2 separate regions of the Zea mays genome follow, and region 2 is linked to region 1. A link is a contact called in public Hi-C data. All regions are on one chromosome and are shown on one strand. The core of a region is the stretch at or near the end of the contact, and the rest is flanking DNA. Distances in the headings are between cores, read along the strand shown. Region 1 holds the start of LOC100384823. Region 2 holds the start of LOC103641406 (C2H2-like zinc finger protein).

The links. A called contact is a pair of places that touch in the nucleus more often than the background predicts.
Region 2: a contact with region 1 is called in a Hi-C map of ear, with 1.8 times the contacts expected there. The contact joins the promoter of LOC103641406 here to the promoter of LOC100384823 in region 1. A contact is called at or near these places in 2 of 25 Hi-C or Micro-C datasets (ear and tassel).

Annotation. Positions count from the first base shown.
Region 1 is chr10:93,653,099-93,658,172 of Zm-B73-REFERENCE-NAM-5.0, forward strand. LOC100384823 reads right to left here and starts at 3,185. Exons shown (of 7, transcript NM_001362472.1): 1 at 2,883-3,185; 2 at 610-844; 3 at 133-251. The coding sequence starts at 763. It also overlaps the pseudogene LOC109942864.
Region 2 is chr10:93,907,613-93,912,608 of Zm-B73-REFERENCE-NAM-5.0, forward strand. LOC103641406 (C2H2-like zinc finger protein) reads right to left here and starts at 2,002. Exons shown (of 3, transcript NM_001323006.1): 1 at 1,265-2,002; 2 at 1,003-1,103. The coding sequence starts at 1,965.

The DNA of each region.
Region 1 (5,074 bases), core at 1,935-4,434:
CCCGTGGGTACTGTTCACTACAGCCCACCACAGCACCTTCAGTTTTGATTGGAAGAAATTAACACCACAGATAGAAATACAGCAAAAAGAAAGGATAAGTAACTTCAAACTAAATTTAGCCAAGAACTGTACCTGCAGATCAGGGAAGACGCTAGGGGGTACCTGAGGTGCATCATTTCCAGCATCAGTTGTATCACATGAAACTAGCAGCTTCCTTCCTCCTTTAGAATGCTTCTTGGAAGTGACACCAACTGCATGATAACAACACAATTTTAGCAATCAGATCCAGTCAATGCTACCATCCAAATAGTAAATCAACTTAGCAATAGAACATCAGAAGTAGCATTTGGGCACCAAAACATATATTTGTAACCAGAGAGGCAGCAGAAACACCTCCAACAATTCAATGACGAGTAAAAACTAACCGTTTTTCCAAAGCAGTGTCAAAATAAATAGAGGGCTAATAAGTAATTGTAGGACAATGGCTTTCTTCAGATTTGACACAAGATGATTAAAAGAAAAGGTTTGCACACAAGATGTATCGTCAAGTTAACTACAGGTTACATATAATAAGAATAAAACATAATCAAAGTTCCGATTGAACTTTACCAGGTCTCTGCTTCTTGGAAGAAGACGTGATGAGATCAGATACTTTCTTTTCAGCAACTGTAGATTGAGTTGCCCTTCTGGATGGCCTACTTGTCTTAGGATTGGCATGATACCCCACTGCATTTTTTGCAGCACCCTTTTTTCGTGTTTGCATTGTTATTATGAAGTATAACTCAAAACAACTGAGTCATGCAACAGAAGAACACTGTAGAACAAGTTTCATCGAGAACTCCAGCTGAAATTGATAATAAGAGAATATAAACAAGTTAGTCAAGGAATTTCTGCAAACCACCGATGCAAGAAAATGAATTTCAGTATTTCACAATAAGTAGAGTCCTGACATCAGATGTCGCAACTGAACTATAATACCAACCAACAACAAACATAAAGAAACCACGAAATCAGACATGAAACTTTGATTGATAGTTCCAATTTTCAAATGAGGTCAACATGTCTTATTTATACCCCTATATAATCCATCAGTTAAAACATCACTGAGTGCACACAATAAATTACCCTCAGCTAAATCCCACCATTAAAACCAACGATCCAAATCGCTTCATTTACCCTCCTCTCTCTTAATCAATCGCATCCAACCGTGAGTGTTTTTTGGATCATCCCCTCATCCCTCACCCACCTCTAGCCTCCTTCCTCATCCCCCAGCCCCCGTCAACACCCCAGAGCTCGCGATCAACGCCGCCACCGCCCTAGCCCTGTGTCTGCCTGGACAAACACCTGCGCCCCCACCCCTGCAGCCTTCTGCGAGCTGCGACCTTCTGCTGCTCGTGGCCTCCACCTCCCTCTGTTGCGCGGGAGCGGCGACGTGCCTGTTTGCCACCGCGGAGCGGGGCGCGACCAAGGAGGTCGTGCTCGTGGGCGGTGAAAGGAAGGCCAAGGTCGGTCCGCTGCAGGTGATCGGTGAGGCCAACAGTAGCGCGTATGGCGACAGGCTCGACGGTGTCCAGGTGGGATGATTCATCAGCAAGTGCGCAAGGCGAGGCGTGGACGAGGACGGCGAGGAGGTTGTGTTTGCGAGCACGCTGGCGCCCTACGAGGCGGGCTTTGTCGGCGCCTGTCACGGCCAGCGCCGCGCAATGCTGGGGAGGAGCTCGCGGCGAGGGCGCTTGGGACAGTTACTTCGGCAGGTGGTCCATGTGGCACCACATTGACCCAGCATGCAGCCTCCTGCAGCCGAGCACTTGATGATGATGCTTCACAAAGCATCTATGCTACTATACTTACATGAAAATTTCAAATACAACTTTGGTCGAACTTTGTGCTTGTATGACCGATGCGTTGAGTTTTTGAAGATCTTCGCCGTGTCACTAACAATTGGTCGAAAAAGGGCACGATGGTGACATAGTTAAGTAGGGTGGTTGGTCAAGATGCGCGAGGACGGCGGCACCTCCCCTTGCGGGCATTTTATTAGTAGTTATAAGGGTCTGTGTTTGGAATAGACATATTTATTGACACCAGAAAAACTGTGTGGGGGTAGTTTTAGACTGACAACACAGTTCCAAGGGCAGATTGATCCCACATAAATTGGATTCATCACCAAGCTAAGTAAAATGAACCATCCTGGGCCAGAAACATTTTCCTACAAGGTCACCTAGGCCACGGGCCACCCTTTAACTAGTTGCAGGCACCCAACACGTCAACATAAGCACATCTAGAAGTGAAAAAACCCTAAACCCTGACTAGAAGAAGCCAGTGGTTCATGCCACAACATGCATATCTGAAGTTCTGAACACACACTGGCATCTCCAAGTACTGCATGAGAGCTTAGGATTAACCCTTTTTTCCCAGCTATACCACTCGAGGTGCACAGACACAGAATGCAGCATTCGTACAAGACCAACCATACTGCTACTGGTGAAAAAGAACCCCAACATTTCCACCTCGAAATGGCCCAAAATTCGAAGCACAGATGCGCACACCTCCTCCGAAGCAGATTTACATTTGAACCCCGTAACCACGGCCCAACACAGCCGAAATCGCGCACTGAGGCAAGCCGAAATACAGGTGCCATCCCCCAACACTTGATCCTTCAAATGCTCGAGCCCCGCAAAATCGGACGCGCAGATGTGCGCAGCTCACAATTTGAAACCCAGAACAGCGCCCTAACACAGCTGATATCGTGCGCTGATGCAAGCGGAAACACGAGAAGAAAGAACCCCTAAATCATCAGCATTGCTCGAGACCCTGCAGCAAATCGGCCGAAACGGGCCGAGTCGAGAGCGCGGCCTCCAGGAGCAGGGAGGGGAACATCTTACCCGGAGCGGAGTAGGGGAACCCCGAGGGCTCGAGACCTCCTGCGCGAGCAGCAGCGGTGGGATTTGGCGCCAGCCGCCGAAACCCCAAACCCTATCCAATCCCGCGCCCACGCAGAGGTGCACGTGACGGGGCGGACGAGCTGCGTCTGGTGTCGGCGGAAGCGCACCGGCGGTGACCGGGGGCGGGGCGGCGATGGCGTAGCTCGGGTACCGGGATCCGGTGGCGGAGGTGCCACGACCGGCGGCGTGTCCCAGGGGCTGAAACCCTAGTCGCCTCCGGAGAGTGGCCGACGCGGGGTTTTTGCCGGGTGGAAGGAGGGGAGGAGAATGACGCGCAGCGCAGCGACTGGAAACGCTCTCTCCCATGCTTACTTCTGCCAGTCGTCGGTTCCGACTGCCGGGACCCACATGGAGGTCACTGAGACAAGGAGGGCACGCGTCCCCCTTGACCTTGGCTAGTTAGCTGACGTGTACAGGTGTGCTTGGCGTGCCGACCACGATACAACCTCATTAATAAGTGGTCCATACATGGTTAAGTGAAAAATCAAAAGACGGACTATTTTCTTAAAAGTCTGTCTCTTTACTGCTATATATATAGTGTCAGTACCCTGGAACAGGGTATCCGTTACTACAGTATGAAGGTACGCTGTTTATGCAGCTATCCTTAGTCGCACGGTAAACAGTACTCGTCTCCACCACGTGGACGGCTCCAGAGGTCGTCACGTGGCCAGGGAAGACAATATCCTCCAAGGTATCAACGGTGGGTCCGGACCACATGGGAAAGTGTCGAACCCCAGCATATCCGGACCGGACCTCTGGGCAGGGTCCAGGACCTCCGCGGGTACAAATCGGATCCCCGAGACGAGTCTCGGACCTCTCTATGTAGGGTCCGGGCCACCCTCAGCAGGATCCCGGGATTCTGGGACAAAATATACCCATGCCTTAATCAAGGCCAGGCGGGTCCGGAGCCGACACGTGTCCGGACCATACCATGTACACTTCCGCTCCCCGCTCAGGCGGAGGCCCGATGCTGCCACGTGGCATATCGCCCGTGACGTAAGCCAGCGGGCGGAGCCTGACGTAAGGCCTCTGGGTCGCGCGGTCTCTGCATTTATTGTGGAGAATACGCACAGCCTGACTATTCCACTGACAGGCGATGTGCCACCTCAGCATTTAATGTGTCCTGTCCACTCCGCTGGCAGGCGGCGTCCAGGCCATCCTGCAGGCGGCGTGCCTGTCTAGTCCATTGCCAAACAGTACGCCCGTGCTGTGAGGAGCATTGTGACCATCATCACTCGTACGTTGCCAGGGAGACTTCCCCTGCACGCCAAAGCTACGCAGATCGTGAATATCAGGGCGCAAGGAGATTGCTCCAGCAACAAACATTAGTTGCTCCAAGTATTACATCTGTTATGTTCCTGGTACATGTCGGGGCTCAGCACCCTTGTACATGCCCCCTTGGGCTACAAAATGGGAGGCACGCAGCGTTACAAACGAGGCTCACTTAAGCACACTTAGACCCAGCTCAGGCTCACAAGTTCATACAAGCTCTCAAGCTCAATACATCACACAGTGGAGTAGGGTATTACGCTCCGTCGACCCGAACCACTCTAAACTCTTGTGTGTTCTTGTGTTCATTCATCGCTTAGCAGGCAGGCAAAACGCTTAGGCCCCTCCTCATCTTAGGATTTAGGGCGGGTGCATTCCGCCACCCGGCCGGAGATTTCCTCTCCGACATATACCTACTAGTCAGTTGCTCGTATTTTGCTACGATTTTTATATATCATATAAATAGATATTAAGATATTTATTCAAATATAATTATTATTTATTTCTAAACACTAAAATCATATAAATTATTGTTTATTCAAATACTAGTTGGCCTTTGTCTGGCTTGTCTGACTCCTGCTGATTTCCGCCTCATTCGACCCCGTGTGGGCAAGGCGGAAATCATCGACCCGTGAGCGGTTTGCTTGGAATATCTCTTTGCCCTTGCTGACTCGTGAACCCAAAGGCCCGAGGTCTTGTACAGTAGCCCCTGAGCCCCTAGCGGGAGAGTGTTCTCCCTTTAGTGCCTTTTTTCGAGGTCAGGTCCATCGGCGTATGTGCCTTCCTTAGATCGAGAGGTGGGCTTTTTGCGCCTGTGGGGCTGCTTAAGTCCACCACTTTCTCGAGTTTTCCTAGCCCGGGTC
Region 2 (4,996 bases), core at 752-3,251, 250 kb after region 1:
TTGCTTGCTTGTAAACCACAAAAGACAAGGAAAAAGATGGAAAAGGAAGCAGGGGAGCAGGGGGTATGGCCGTATGCATGGTAGGTTAACTTTGATGCGCAGAAAGAAGCATGCAGCAGCATCTTCCCCGGCCTTTCTGTTTGTCTCCTCCTGGCCGGCTAGCTTCTACTACTACCTCCACGGCTCCACTCACATGGATACATGTGCCAAGCTACACAGGGATTATATATAACTATTTTATTTTATCTTGCTCTAGCTAGTGGTGGAGCTAGTGGTGACTATTTTTTGTTTATTAGCAGCTTTTGGCAGAACAACTTAGACCTTGTTTACAACAAACTCACCTATAATAAAAAAAGCTTCTTAATTTGAATTATGTCCTCACATATAAATAGAATAAAATAAATAAAGCTACAAATATCACTACTTCACCTCAGACTAGTGGATCTCTTGCGTACGTGTGGGATTATGTCGTAAGAGCGTGTTTTAAGAAAACTGTATATAAAATTATATACAAGCCGTATATAACAAGCCGTATCATTGACCAGGGGCGCCGACACTACTAGCTAGCCATAGATACCTCACAGATCTGTAGCTACCGTACCCCAAGTCTTTCACCATATGAACTGAACAGCATTAAACCTAGCTTCATCTTAAAGAAAAAGGTCCACAACACACGTATCGCCTTTACTTTACTTTTGGGTGAAATTCCCGTGTTGCGCCTTTAATTATCTTGCAATAAAGTTGCTCTGCGGGGAGTGTATGTTCAAGCCACTATACAGGTAGTAACATGTACTACTAATAATGTACTCACCACATTATTTAGTTATATTTATTTTATATATCACTATAATACTATTAAAAATGTACTGCTCAAAAAATATACTATAATTCTCTTAGAAATAGAGGAATCGGTTTCATTCGTTCAATACGGGAAACAAAAACAGAGAGAAATCTGGATGGCTAGAACTGTAGAGCGCTGGAAGGAGAGGGCGGCTACCGTACCTGCATGGCGAATGGCCTGGTGGTGCTCCAAGGTGTCGGCCTTGGTGAACACCTCGCCGCACTGCGGGCACGCGCACAGCTCCCTCGGCCTCGGGTACCGCCTGACCATTAACCATCCATTAATCACGGTTAGCTTTGGCGCAATCACCAGTCACCACATCATGATTACCTTAATCATCATCCAGCTCAAAAGCTCCATAGTCTAATTAGTAATCATAAAACTAATATTGAGCTAGTAGCTGGGACGGATCGGACGACGGACCTCGACATGGGCTCCACGTTGATGGCGCGGCACTCGTAGCAGCCGGAGAGGCCCCGCAGGGAGGAGTGGTGGCTGCTGCCGGCGCCGGCAGACGACGACGAGGCGCCGCGGTGCGCGCGCCGGCGGTTCAGCGGTGCCGTGTCGCGGTCGCCCGACGCGGACGCGGACGCGGCGGCGGACGACGCCGCGGAGGAGGCGGCGTCGACCACGTCGCGCATGGCGCAGAGCGAGGCGCCGCACGTCCCCGCGCCGCTGCCGCGGAGCCGCGCCAGCGCCGACGGAGCCGCTGGGTCGTGCACGCGCGCCGCCGCCGTCACGCTCCGGCAGCTCAGCAGGCTCTTCACCTGCTCCCAGTCCCAGGACGCCGCCGCAGTGGCCTTCTTCTTCGTCGCCTGGCCTCGGTGCTGCTGGTACTGGGCGCGGCTGTTCTTGCCCGCCGCGGGGGCCTTGGGGCTTTTCTTCCTGGGAGATGACGAGGACGCAGCCATGACCATCACGCGCTGGCTTCGTGCCCCTGATGGCGGGGTTCTCGGCGCCGACGCGAGCGACGACGGTTGCGGTGATGCCGGTGGCTTCTTCTTGCACTTGCTGCCGTGGTGGTCGTGGTCGTGCCTCCTGCTGTCGGTGTGGTGGTCGCCGGCCGTGCCAGCCTTGGTGGCCATAGAGCCTGGGGAGGGGAGCAGCAGGGTGGCGAGAGACATATCGCCTCTAATCTTTATGACTAGCTGCTAGTGTGTGCCCTCTGCACTCTTCTATTAAAAAAATAGGTTCAATGTCAAATGCTCCTACATAAATAAATAGAGACATTTTTCTATATACTACTGCAATCTTCTCCGCATGGAAAGAGTTGTGGTCATAAATATCATAATTACTTGTATGCCACTCGGATGCAATATCTTATTCTTTCATATCATCATCAATGGCATAGGAAAGATTAGGACATACAATTTTATTATACTTCTATGTCAATGAAGATGGCATGGAGGTGTAAACATTTCCATCCGAGTAGTATAGAAGTGCCAGGGAGAAGCCTTTGTCGAAATCCCTTAAACTGATTAATTTCACTACCGGAATCGCCGCCTCGGCAAAGCCTTAAAACACTCAGCAAAGGTTTTTCCAAGTGTCGCACTCGGCAAAGAAGGCTCGGCATACAGTGCATCGGCAAAGTCTTCTTTGCCGAGTACTTTTTCTCGGGCACTCGGCAAAGAGGTTTGCCGAGTGCCAGACAGCACTCGACAAAGAAAAGCAGCCGTTACGTCGACGGGTGACGGAGACGGCGTCTTTGCCGAGTGTCCCGGGTGACACTCGGCAAAGAAGTTACCTTTGCCGAGTGTCTGCCCCGCAGCACTCGGCAAAGAACCCGCCAGAGAGGGTCCCCATGTCAGGTTCTTTGTCGAGTGCTATGCACGGCACTCGGCATAGCGTGCCTCTGTGCCGAGTGTCAGAGACATTACACTCGGCAAAGAACCTATACCGGTGCCCAGGTCTTAGTTCTTTGCCGAGTGCTATGGTCTTGACACTCAGCAAAGAACCTCTTTGTCGAGTGTTACACTCGGCAAAGTGACCAGTAGGCACCTTTTTTATTTGTTTTTTATATTCCAACCACACAAACAAAAGATATCACATATATATCACATATATACATCACAGATATCATCACAAACATAAATAGCCAACACAAACATAACTATCCATCACAAACATAAGTGTTAACACAAGTATCCAACACAAACATAAGTCTCATACGTCTCAAACTCTGACATAAGTATCCAACACAAACATAAGTATTCTACACAAGTTCTGAAGTCTAAACACTGAAAACATAACACTCATGGAGGTGGCTGGTTCGACTGGTGCTGCGTTGGGCTGAACCCTTCCAGAGGGTTGTTGGATGCCGCCTCAGATTGGCCCTGCACAGAGAAGAGATTGCATGTGTTATACTAGATGCATTACCAACATCTAACTACAATTTTGATACTCACAGGAGTATGGAAGAGAGCAGGGTCAACTGGAGGGAACAATGGAGGTGGCGGAGCGATGCCCTGTGCGGCGCCAAGGCTCTGCATGTACTGGAACATCTCCGCCATCCTCTGATGATCTGCCAGGCGAGCCTCCCGCTCCGCCATAATCCTCGCCTCCATCTCGTGACGTTCCCTCCTCTCTTCTTCTAGTTGAGTCTGTAATATTACAAGCCAACGTTATAGTAACTCAAAGAGAAGGTATATAACTCAAGGAAGGACGAGTTACAGAAGCACTAACCTCGAGTTACTGTATGCGAAGCTGAGCTGTCGTGCCGAGGTCGTATGGCTGAACTCGAGCTCGTGCTCCTTGCTCTCACCTGAGACAGAGTGGGAGTGAAGGACGAGTCGATTGCCCCGTCGGCAATCCAGTACCGCCCATGTCTCTTGCCTCCTCCGACCCTCATGAGCACATCGGGGTTGATCGGCTCGGTGCTCGGATCATATTCTGGGCCATGGACCTCCTGCGCCATGGCGATGTAGTCATGGAGGCGGCTGTAGATGGCAGGGTTGGTGTAGGCCTCGAGCCCGTCATCCGGGTTGTAGGTGACGTCGGACGTCGCCTTACCCTTATGGGCCATAGCATAGGCCGAGAAGGTGGAGCAAGGTCGGCCACCATGTGACGCCGACTACAAGAAAACCAACGATATAGTTAGAAATAATATCTAATCTAGTGCTATATACCTAAATAAAAAAGAGGGTGTACCCATGCTTCGCATATTGACCCAGGCTCCGGCTGCCTTGGTGGTGGGAGGGACCTTGCATCATCATACGCCGTTCCCGGCTAGCGTTGTGCGCCTCATCCCACTCAGCCAAACACCACCTATCCACCATCTGCTCCCAATAGAGAGGATGTGCGGCACACCAATGTGGAATCACCTACAAAGTAAACACGTAAAGTGCATATCAGAAAATAAAATAAAATTCATGCATGGAGTACTAGTACCAAACATGCATGACTTTACCTGCAGGTACTGGTCCCTGGTCAACGTCATGGTTCGGGCTTGCTGCTTGGTCACCCTCTCCCCCAAGGACAGAGCCGTGGTAGGTGACGATGGCCTAGATTCGGGCCTCATAGTGCATGTCCACGACGAGCTTCTTACAGCTCGTGGTGGCCACCACATCCGCCCTAGCCTCGTATCCAGCCTCGCATCTGAAGAAATCCTGCATACAAAAACGATGTATCCATACATTATTTCAAGAATTTGCAACAAATACGACATATTTTACATTATACTAAGACTTACCCACAGCTCTTGCTTAATCCGCTCTGCCTTGTTATTGAATTCCCGACCGTCCCGGTCTACTGCATCGGGGGCGACGGCATAGTGGTCGAAGGTGTAGGCTGGGCCCGTCACTCCGGCGTACTCAACCAGTCCAGGGAAGTGTTCCCTGCACAGCAGGCCGAGGATGCCATTGGGGAGGCGACGATGACCCCCAGCATAATCCACAACCGCCCAAGACCTGTCCAAGTGATAAATAAAAAGTATTAGTTTATATTATGATTTTGAACACATAATATGAACAAGAATGAAGAACATAAAGTTACATACCTCTCCCCATCCGGCCGAATCAGCGGTCGCCTGTCCCGAAGTATGGGACGCTGAGGGAGACTCGCGGGACCTCCCAGGTAGATGCTCCTCGAACATGAGCCGCCAGAACCTGAGGCGTCCTGCTACTAGTTGTCGTCGTCCTGCTGCTGGTCGTCGTCGTC